Linked DNA regions of Rattus norvegicus: region 1 is linked to region 2. The links are chromatin contacts, called in public Hi-C maps. All regions are on one chromosome and are shown on one strand. The core of a region is the stretch at or near the end of the contact, and the rest is flanking DNA. Distances in the headings are between cores, read along the strand shown. Region 1 holds the start of Sgms1 (sphingomyelin synthase 1). Region 2 overlaps Sgms1 (sphingomyelin synthase 1).

Region 1 (5,217 bases), core at 1,073-3,572, 260 kb after region 2:
CCCTTTAACACCCCCACGCGGCGAGGACACGCGGGGTCTCAGAACAGTCGCAAGCCAGGGACTGTTACGCCGCCAGGGGAGCAAGGGGCTCGCTGCTTCGGGAAGGGGGGTCCCACCTGTTATGCCGTTGGGGGTCATCGAGGGGCTGAAGGGAATCCCAAAGCCGCTGACTCTTGGCCCGCTGCGATCAGGCCAGGAGGTACCAACTGTCACTCTGCCGCCCAGGGTTGTGGGGGTGGGGCTGCGATTTGGGGGGATCCACTTCTAAGCACTACGGGACCTCTGGCTGGCTTCTGCCTGAAAGGTCCTCAGCCCCGGGCTCTCCGGCTCCGCCACCGTCCACTCGCCCCAATGTGACACCAGGCAGCCTTCCAGCCCGCACGCAGCACCTCGGAAAGGTGCCCACTGACGCCTCCGCCTTCCTCCCCGCCCAAGTTGGCGGGGGAGCCCCGCCGGCGGCCCGCCCCCTCGGAGCCGGGATCGCGGCCGCCAGAGCGCTCCCCCGCGCCCACCCCCAACAGCGGCCGCGGGGGGACCGCCCGCCAGGTACGCGCGACACCGCGCGGTAAGCGCTCACGCCCCCTCGCCCGGGCTGTCCGCCCGCCGTCAACCGAGGTCAGGCCCGGCCCCCGAGACTCGGGTCAGATCCAGCCGCTCGCGATCCGGAGGCCGGCCCTCCACCCCCGCCCCGCGACTCACTTGCACGCGAGTCGTGGCAGCCGCCGGAATTCTTTCCACGCGCCGAGCCCCCCGCCTCGGAACGAAACCGGGGCAGGGCGGCGTGCGGGCTCCGCATCCGATCCCGCTCTCCCGTCCTCGTGCCAGGCTCACGGGACAAGCAGCCCGCCCGAACCGGCCCTCCCTGCTCCCGTCCAGCCGGCAGCCCGCCGCCGCTGCTCGGGCCGCAGCCGAGCTGGCGAGAAGGCTTCTGACTTGGAGCCTCGGGCTGCCGAGCATGCCCAGTCCGCGGCGGAGCCGGGTCGGCTTCCCGCGCGACGCTGGTCCGTTCCTCCGGGTGTTCCCGGCGGCCGGGGGGCGGAGACCGCGGACGCTTGGCCGGGGACCCAGCTGAGTCCCGCAGGACAGCTTGCCGTGGGGTGTGTTAGGGATGAGGGCTGGGGCGTCCTTTTCGTTTCTAGAAACGGGAATTGGAGATGCTGGCCCTTCCCACACACACACATGCCCCCAACTACGAGAAGAGGAAGGGCCCAAATGGTGGGTTTCATCCGCCCGGATCAGAAGCCCAATTAGGAGCCAGCCCGAGAGTTGTGCGACTAAAGCGGGCCGGAAAGCAGGGTACGCAAACTCAGTCTTCGAGAAACTACCATCGGGGACAGTTGTTAGCGAACTACACTGGCATTTTCTTCTCCACCAAGCCCAAGAACTGCGACACTTGTGACTCCCTCATGATTGATCATGTAAAATGGATGGACCTCAAACTCTTCGGGACATTTCCCGAAGCTCTAATCCTTACACTACCATCTTCCCCGGGGAAGAAAAAACGGGTCCGCCGGTTTCCTAAATCGCGCTGCGCCAAGCAGCACGAGGGCCTTGGAGTTCTAGGGAAGAACTGGGGCCCCCTAGTTCGTCCGGGCCCCACCTCCCGCCGCTGCTTGGAGCTGAGGCGAAAACCTGGAGAGCGCCGCACCAGGGCCGGAGCACTGCGCATGCCCAATGGCCCCACCGGGTGCGGGTCGCCAGCAGATTTCCTCCAGCTCGCGCAGTGGAACCCGATATCGGGACGGTGATCGAGCGGCAGGGACAGCAGTCTTCCGCGGCCCCGGCCTTTTGGACCGACCCGCTCGTGCCGCCGTAGCATGGGTCTCCCTGGACGCGCTACCCGCAGGGTCTGGTCTGGGGGCGCGCGGGGGCGGGGAGTAGGGACCAGGAACGGCCGTGCCTGCGTGACACGTGACTGTCGGCCGAGCTCCGGGGCAGCCATCTTCAGTTTTCCCGGGCCGCAGGCGAAGAACCGTCCGGGATCTGGATAGACTCTATTCAGTCGCCTCCCCACCAGGCCCGGGGACCAGCCCTCACCTGCAATCCGCTAGTCTACAGCGGGGGTACAGCGGCGCCGGCGATACCGGGAGGACAGGCTGTCTCCAGAGCCAGAACCTAAAGGCTGAGAATTGGAGAGCCGCTCTCCTGGAGCTGATGGCTTCAGCTTTTCCCCAGGGGCGGAAGTTGGGGAAAGGAGTTCCCGTTCCTAAGGCGCCCGCATCGCTCCTCCTGCCGCTTCCCTGTTCTGACCCATTCCCGGGGACAGAGGATGAAGGTTGCTGAAGTTGTTTGGACAGCCGTCGCCCTCCTCCATGCTTTTCTCCTGCTGGTGGTTAGCTTGGATGGTAGCTTGTTTAGTCACCTGGGGTCCTGGAATCTCTGAACCTGCAACCTCATTACCCGAGAATTCTTTAGAACGGCACATTCACGACCACACCTAGACCTACGGAATCAGAAACGCCTCTAGTGGGGTCCTTCCCGAAATCCGGTTAACAAGCTCCCAAGGTGAATCTAATGGCCGCTTTCCCTAAGCTGTAGAGACCGGTTTTCACGTACGACGCTGAAAACTTAGCGTCCTCTTCCCCAAACGGTGAAAAATCAGATTAAAAATGCGTCTGCTCCCATGTGATCTCTTAAGATCTTGACCTCTCCTGCACCTCTGGCCTTTTCACCTTAGGACCCTGTGCTATCGCGCTTCTCAAGGGAGATAAGAAATGGAGTGGTGGCTTGACACATAACTGATTTTCAGTGACAACTGACAACCACCAGCTCTATTTGGAGTGTCAACCAACAGCAAGGGAATGTCTGGGATTTTAGTAACCCCGCTGGGTATTTTCATCAGTTTGCACCTAAGAGGTAAAAAGGAGGCTTGCTGTCTTGTGAAGTAAGTTCTGGATAGCCGCTGGCTGTTTCAGTGCTACTTTACAATTGTTGTAACCAAGGTCAAAGGTCAAAGCATGCACACTGCTGTATGGCAGGTCAAGGAATCCAGACTTTAAAATCCCTCTCCCAACACAGGTGCGCGCGCGCACACACACACACTATTTTACTCCAAATTCCACTCCAATTTTAAAAAATAATTCTTAGGGAAAAGCACACGTATGTAACATAGCTGTGAGAAATAGAGGGATGGTAATCTAAAGAGAAATCCCAGCCTCTTAAGTGATCTGAATGGTGTAGTCATAAGAGATGCTTCAGAGTTGACGTACTTTTAAATTAAGTTTAGTCATGGTCTTTAAGTCAGTCAGTCTTCAAACCAAAAAGATATTTTTTTAATGAAGATAAAATGTTCCTTTTCTAGTCCTCAGAACAGTGAAGAACAGGAGGCTAGAGAAGTAGCCCAGCAGTTAAGATTACTTTCTATTCTTGAAGAGGATCCTAGTTCAATTCCTAGCACCCCACGTTACCACTGACAACCATCTGAAACTGGTTCCCACGGATCTGATGCCTTCTGTGGCTGCAGAACACCAGGCATGCAAGAGTTACACCTGCATGCTGGCAGGCATAGATTCACATGCAGAAGTAATGTCTTTAAGAAATAAAAGAATCCTAACGCTATTTCTTACAAATCATGATAAGAAGCGTATTCATTAAAAATGTTTAGGTTTCTCAAGTCCGGGGACTGGCATGGATAATGTTGTTGGAGCAGTTAAATAAAAATGAATCACCTCTGAGCCTGCCATGCTAAAGTAATACCAAGAACAAGTACTGAGACACACACTTCACTCGCCAAAGTGACTCCTCCCATGGTGGTCATTTCTAAAGATGAGTAATCTAAGTAAAACATGCGGTTTTATCCCATCGACCTGTAAATGACAAGCACCACTTACTAGATATCAGTCAAAGCTCACACCATGTTCTCAGATCAACGGAGCTTCAGTGAGTAGCCAGGACAATGTGTCTCTGTTAGAAGAACCCAAAGCCACACAGCCTGAGCAGCAGGGCCAAGGCTTCACGGCCGCTTCAGCCTGTCCTATTCACCTGGCCAATCTACAACCTGAGTTTAAAGCGGATGCTGTGGGTGGGGACCCAGCTGCCCATGACTAAGTTTCCAAGTATTCCTATTGCCCTGAGGAATAGATCTGTGAATGACCTGCATTGAGTTCATCTCTGTGCCTCTGCCTGAGACTCCTGGCTTCACTAATTGTCTGGTTTCCATTAATCAACAAAGACTGGAATTGTTTGACTATCCTTGGGTAGATGAAGGATGCAGCCCAGTTTCTCCTTGCACACAAAACTCCTTTCCCTGCATCTCCAATGCCATACAATGGACATGTAGTATCCCTGATCTTTGGGACACCCAGCACAAGAGTTGGCACCAGACAGCCCTTAGTAAGTAGTCGCTGAATCATACCTTATTATTTTCTGTTTTTCTCTGTGCTGCAGTTAGGTCTAAAAAGGATAAATACAAACAATAGGATTATCTTTGTTATCCCTTTCTAATTAGCAACTCTCCCAATCTCTCGTGTTTATTTTAAGGGGATTTTTAAATTAGACATTTACTGCTGACAGTTACCATGGGCTCATAGGTTCATTCCTAGGGACAGTACTATGGTGTCCCTAACCAAACCACCACTTAAGTCCTGGCTTTTCAAGTAATCAGTAAGGAACTCCAGGCAGGTTTCGTTCTTGCCTCTTAAAATAAGAATGCTATAATCCACCCCTCTCTTTGATTCTCATGGCTATCATGAAAATTAATTAGATCCTTAATATAAATATGTCTACAAATGTTTATAGAGTGAGCATAATAAAAAGCAGAGAATGCTGTTCAATTTATCATGAATATCTTATTTAGCGACCAGCCTTGTCCTAAGTCAAGCACTAGAGCAGTCCTGGAAGTAAATAGAATGAGGGGCACATGCTGTCTCCAGCTGGCACTTATAAGCGAGTCCCAGAAACCCCAGTGCTAAAGGAAGAGAGGGTTACGTGGCATGATCCCCTGAACTGTACAGCTCCAAACCAAACGTCAGATCTAGGACATGCTGCAGTCAGGAAGGGCTGCAGCAGTCAGGGCTGGCACCTTTTCTATGCTTCCCTTAGAAGAGATTGAAGGAGCGATCAGATTTCTTCCGCCAGGTCTCATACAGCGTAAAGGACAGGATACAGTCTCCCGCTTCGTTAGGCACCTTGAATAACAAGGTAACAACAGTCCTGGAGTAATCCGATAGAATCAAGTCTAAATCCTGTGCACTCCAGTCTAGACCAGGGCTTCTGAGC
Region 2 (4,675 bases), core at 1,527-4,026:
AGCTTAGATCAAAGGGAAGGGGGTGACTCACTTGCTGATTGGCCATCGTGTGATACCACCAGAAGAGTCTTGTGGTGATGTAATATGCTACCACCACGTCCACAGTGTAGTGGTCATGCGCTAAGAGAATACAGAAGATTCCAACGACGCTGAGGAGCCAGCAAATCCAGTGGTACCACCAGAGCCGCCGAGGGGAATCTAGAAGAGGAAACATTTGCAATAGTCCTGGTTCTAAATACCACTCACCCATGCCCCTGCCATTCTGGAGGACCAACCGTCTCACACGTTTCCCCCTGAAAGCCCATTACATGGGCCAGCAATCTAAAGGACCTTTTGTTTCTCTATAACTAGAGACAGCAGGATATGGCTTTTAAAATGAACTATGACTAGCGGCAGTGATTTATATGGGGCTATAAGCTGTTTCATAAAACCAGAAATGTAACATAAAAGGTGACTATGACCAAATGTGCACAGGTCAGCGTGTTGAGCTCCATCTGTAAAAGACGCTCCACTGGCACTTTTATGTGCACACGTGCAGTGTGTGTATGCATGTTTGTGTGGCTATAGACACTGATGTGTGTATGTATGCCTCACATGCAGAAGCCAGAGCTTGACTAGTTTCTTTCTTGACTGCGCTACCCTTCTTTGCCGCCGAAGGTCTCGAGGGTGTTAGCTAGTCCAGCCGCCCAGCTCGCTCCTAGGACCCCGCCACCCCACACCAGCTCTGGGACTACAGGCGTGCTGCCACGCCCACCTGGTATTTCTGTGCGTGCTAAGAAGCTGAACATGCATTGCTAGGTTGGTACCTCAAGCAATTTACTCACCGAGCTCTCTCCCTAGGCCGTCCAATGCCTTTAATTAAACGTAGCCTATAAACTGAGGTTAAGTGCCTTATGTAAATCCAACACCTACTGTGCCACAGATGCTTTTTCTAAATGTATATTTCTGAGACTATAATTGAATTAGTGTTTTCTCCTTTCTCTTTCCTCCCTCCAAGTTCTCCCTCCTATGTATCTCTTCCCACTCTGTTTCCAATTCCTGGCCTCTTTCCAGTGATAGTTATTGCATGCATACATGTGTCTGTATATGAACATATTCCTAGTTATAACCCGTGGAGTCCATATTCTATCCCTTGTATGCACTGTTCTCAGGGCTGGTGGTTTGACACTCGGCAGTCTGGTGCTGTGTTCTTCCCTGGGGAGGACCGCTGTGCGCCCATCTTTACTCCATTGCCGCAGTTCTTTGTGTAGAGTTGAAACCTCATGGTCCTTTCCCCATCCAGTTTGGCATGTTCGTTGGCGATTAGCTCATGTTTGTGCCAAAAATGCTTAGACACGGACCATGCAGTGATAGTCGCTGCGATCACCCCATCCTGCTTTCAGGTTCCCCACCTACACATCATCTGAGCGACTCTGAGATTTCTATTCCACATTCTCAATGGGAAGGGGGCTAGAGGGCCTGGGGTTTCAGAGAAAGCTTTGAATGGATCTATTGTCCTCATTTCAGGGAAGAAGGAACTGCTGACTTTTACTGGATTCTCGAGGGGTCCAACAGTCATTCACTCAGGCAGGGTGCATCTACCATTCCCTGGACGGCTGCTACTCGAGATGTCTGAACAACAAACCAGTAAGCAAAGGCCCGCCTCTGTGGGGAGAACCCTTGCCAGAAGGGGGGAGGGGCTATCATCACAGAGTTGTATATTGTATATACATTGTATATAATATATATATTGTAAGGTGAAAACTGAAAAACATGAGGGGATCAGAAGGAAGAGGAAGAAAGAGGTTTTTTCCCCTTTGGTTGTTTTTGCAATTTAAAATTGGGCGCTGGGGGCAGGAATCAGCCACTCATATTCATACCTTAACAATACACCAAGAACAGCTACTACACATTTTCTGTGAACCTCGCTGAGTATCCATGCATGTCACTTAGTTTTCTTTTTATAGCCTCTTCCCACTCAGGAAATAAAGACTCATTTTAAAGATGAGGAAACAAGACACATAGAAATTAAACGTTTTTCTCCATTGTCAGAATGCTGGGGGCTGAGAGTTCCAGGATCCCAAATCAGAGTTCTATGACTCCTGCTAGCTCTCCTAGTTTCCCAGTACAGCATGGTGCCAATGGTCTAGTACAATTTTAACATGATAAACAATTTCAGGTGACAACCAGTAGGGGGCGAGCACCCTATTCCCAAGGGCCTATGGCAATCGAACCCTAATGTTTCCATTCCCTATACCTGGTTATATTGTGGTACAAAGGTCAGATGCCCTGTAGTTGATCACACAGTAAACAAACACGAGGCATCTATCCTCCCTGCCTGCCTGCCTCCCTCCCTTCCTGGCCCCTGCAGAACATCCCACTTCTTAATGGTTCCTTTACTTCTGTTTCAAAGACAGGGTTGAGCAGCCTGCCTGCTCCTGTTTCCTCTGTGTTGCTTGTCCTGTCACCAAGTTCTTCCTTCCATACCTTCACTTCTCCCCAAGAGTGAGGTCAAGCCTCACCTCCTATGCATGACTGTCTCTTGGTCTAGCCTGCTCTCACCAGAACTTCTTGAAGCTACTTCTCAGAAGGAAACATCAGATGACACTGTTCCCTTGTTCCCAACCACTCTAAGTGCACCCCATCTGCTGCAGACGGAAGCCATGGCTCTGCTTTGTGGCGTAGGGTGCCTTCTGACCTTGGCACCACTTCTCTGTCCGTTTTCTTTCTCATGACCACGCTGACTCAGCTCCCAGCAGACGCACGTCCAGGAGCTACAGTGCTCCTAACTCCAGACTGCGGTATGTCTGTTCTCTGTGTTCCCCTTTCACTTATCACCCTCCGTGGGGACTGCATACAGGGGGACTGTCTCACCGAATAACTTCTAACAGTAACATTTTGAGGATAACTGAATTTTCCAGGGAAATAAATCATCTGTTGTTCATTAAAAGGCTGAAATCCTAATAGCAATTAAAAGTGAATGAACCAGGTTTCATGTCTCAAAACAACCCGAGAGTAAAAAAGAGCAGAACATGTTTACATGTGGTTGTTTGTATTCAAATACTTTTATTTTGTATTCAAATTATTTTATTTTATATTTAATTTTTTTTTAATATTCAAACCACATGAGGTGGCAGGCTTTGAGGTTTCAGAAGCTCGAATCAGGCCTGGTGACTCACTAGCTCTTTCTGCTGCCTGTGTGTCCAGATGTAGAACTCTTACCTAACTCTTCAGAACCAAGTCTGCCTTGTGTACCACCCTGCTTCTTACCACGGCTGTAATGGACTAATAAACCTCTGAACTGTGGGCAGCCCTCAATTAAATTGTTTCCCTCATAAAAGTTTCTGTGGTCATGGTGTCTCATCAAAACAATAAACCCCTAATTAAGATAATACACATATAAATGCAACCAACATATATATTTATATATATACAAATATACAAATATATATACTAATACACATACAAATACATATATATGCACATATATATACATATAAGCGCTCACATATATGCATATACATATATGTAAATGTTGAGGTTTTCTTTTATTATCTATTGTAATGTTAAGTGGGGACCCAAGACCTGGGAGTCTGCATGTAGCCTCTGCCTTAGACCCTGCCTCTAAGTTAATTCTGGTTGGTGAATAAAGAGTCCGGCAGCTAATAGCTGGCAGAAGAGAGATAGGTGGGGCTGAGTTTTGGTGGGCCTAGAAGAGTGAACAGGAGGGAGAAAGAAGGAAGAAGCCACCTTGGAAGAAGAACGTGCGGGAGGGAGAGAGAGAGCATGGGGTAGGAGTAAAGAAAACGTGGCCATGTGGGCTGGCCAACTGGCGCTAAGAGCAGCCCTGATGGAACAGTGAAACATAGCAAGTGATAACTCGGGGTTATTGTTAGGAAGGCAGATTCTAACAGCGTGGAGGGCAGGCAACTGCCCAGCTATTGTGCTGCCTAAGGTGTATCTAAAAACATAAAGGCTGTGTGTGCTTTTCATCTGGGAACATAAATGACCAAAGCGGACAGAAACCTCCTGCCAGGATTTTTCAAATATATTCACTGAGTAAATGATTCTATTTGCATACATTTAAAACCACCCAAACATTATAGCTGATATCCACAAACAAGGCACCCCCTGTCTAGAGGTGTAGCCAAGGGCTTTCCTGGCCTTCCTCAGATAAGGCAGCTTCCTCAGGCCTCAGACTGTTTTAAGGGGCTTTCCCCAAACTCATTTTCCAAAAGACCATGGGGCGTGGCAGGTGAGAAGTGGCAAAGCAAGGCGTTTAGACTTACACTCCTTGATAAACAGGTAGGTGAGCGTTAGCATGACTGTGTGTCCACTGTACAGATAGTCCCCACACATGTTGTGCGAGCCCGTGATGGACAAGCCACCTCCAGCAATGAGCTTCATTATCCTCCGCACTTGAGCTTCCCAGTCTCCAAAGAGCTACAGAGGAAGAGAGAAAGGGAGATCCGTCGTTAGTCCACCCCAACCATTGCTATCATTCCTGCTTATTCTGTGTATTCTGCTCCTCCAAGACACATGCAATCAATACTCCTCATCGAGCAAGCACACAGTGCTTATCATTTTTGTGCCAGACCCTGGAAAGCACTCAGTGCTAGTGATCACATATTTGGCTCTAGAATTTTCTCAATAGTACATTTCAGCAGGGGTCTGGGGTTGGAGATTCTAACCCAGG

What was found. Hi-C and Micro-C count contacts between places; a contact is called where the count stands out from the background.
Region 1: a Hi-C map of Schwann cells shows a contact between it and region 2, with 4 times the contacts expected there. The contact joins the promoter of Sgms1 here to the enhancer-like site in region 2. A contact is called at or near these places in 4 of 12 Hi-C or Micro-C datasets (the A7r5 cell line, the Rat2 cell line, Schwann cells and 1 more) and 1 of 1 datasets of contacts at active chromatin or transcription factors (oligodendrocytes).

What each region holds. Positions count from the first base shown.
Region 1 is chr1:239,670,571-239,675,787 of GRCr8, forward strand. It overlaps Sgms1 (sphingomyelin synthase 1), which reads right to left and starts at 2,323. Exons shown (of 10, transcript NM_181386.3): 1 at 2,038-2,323.
Region 2 is chr1:239,412,480-239,417,154 of GRCr8, forward strand. Sgms1 (sphingomyelin synthase 1) reads right to left here. Exons shown (of 10, transcript NM_181386.3): 8 at 4,269-4,422; 9 at 32-198. Among named protein-coding and RNA genes, the nearest start is that of Asah2, 62 kb to the left of the region's middle. Within about 2 kb of position 2,777, at least 10 of the 93 cell types and tissues checked have an H3K27ac peak or open chromatin away from gene starts, as enhancers often do. A contact at or near this core is called in Schwann cells, where this site is marked.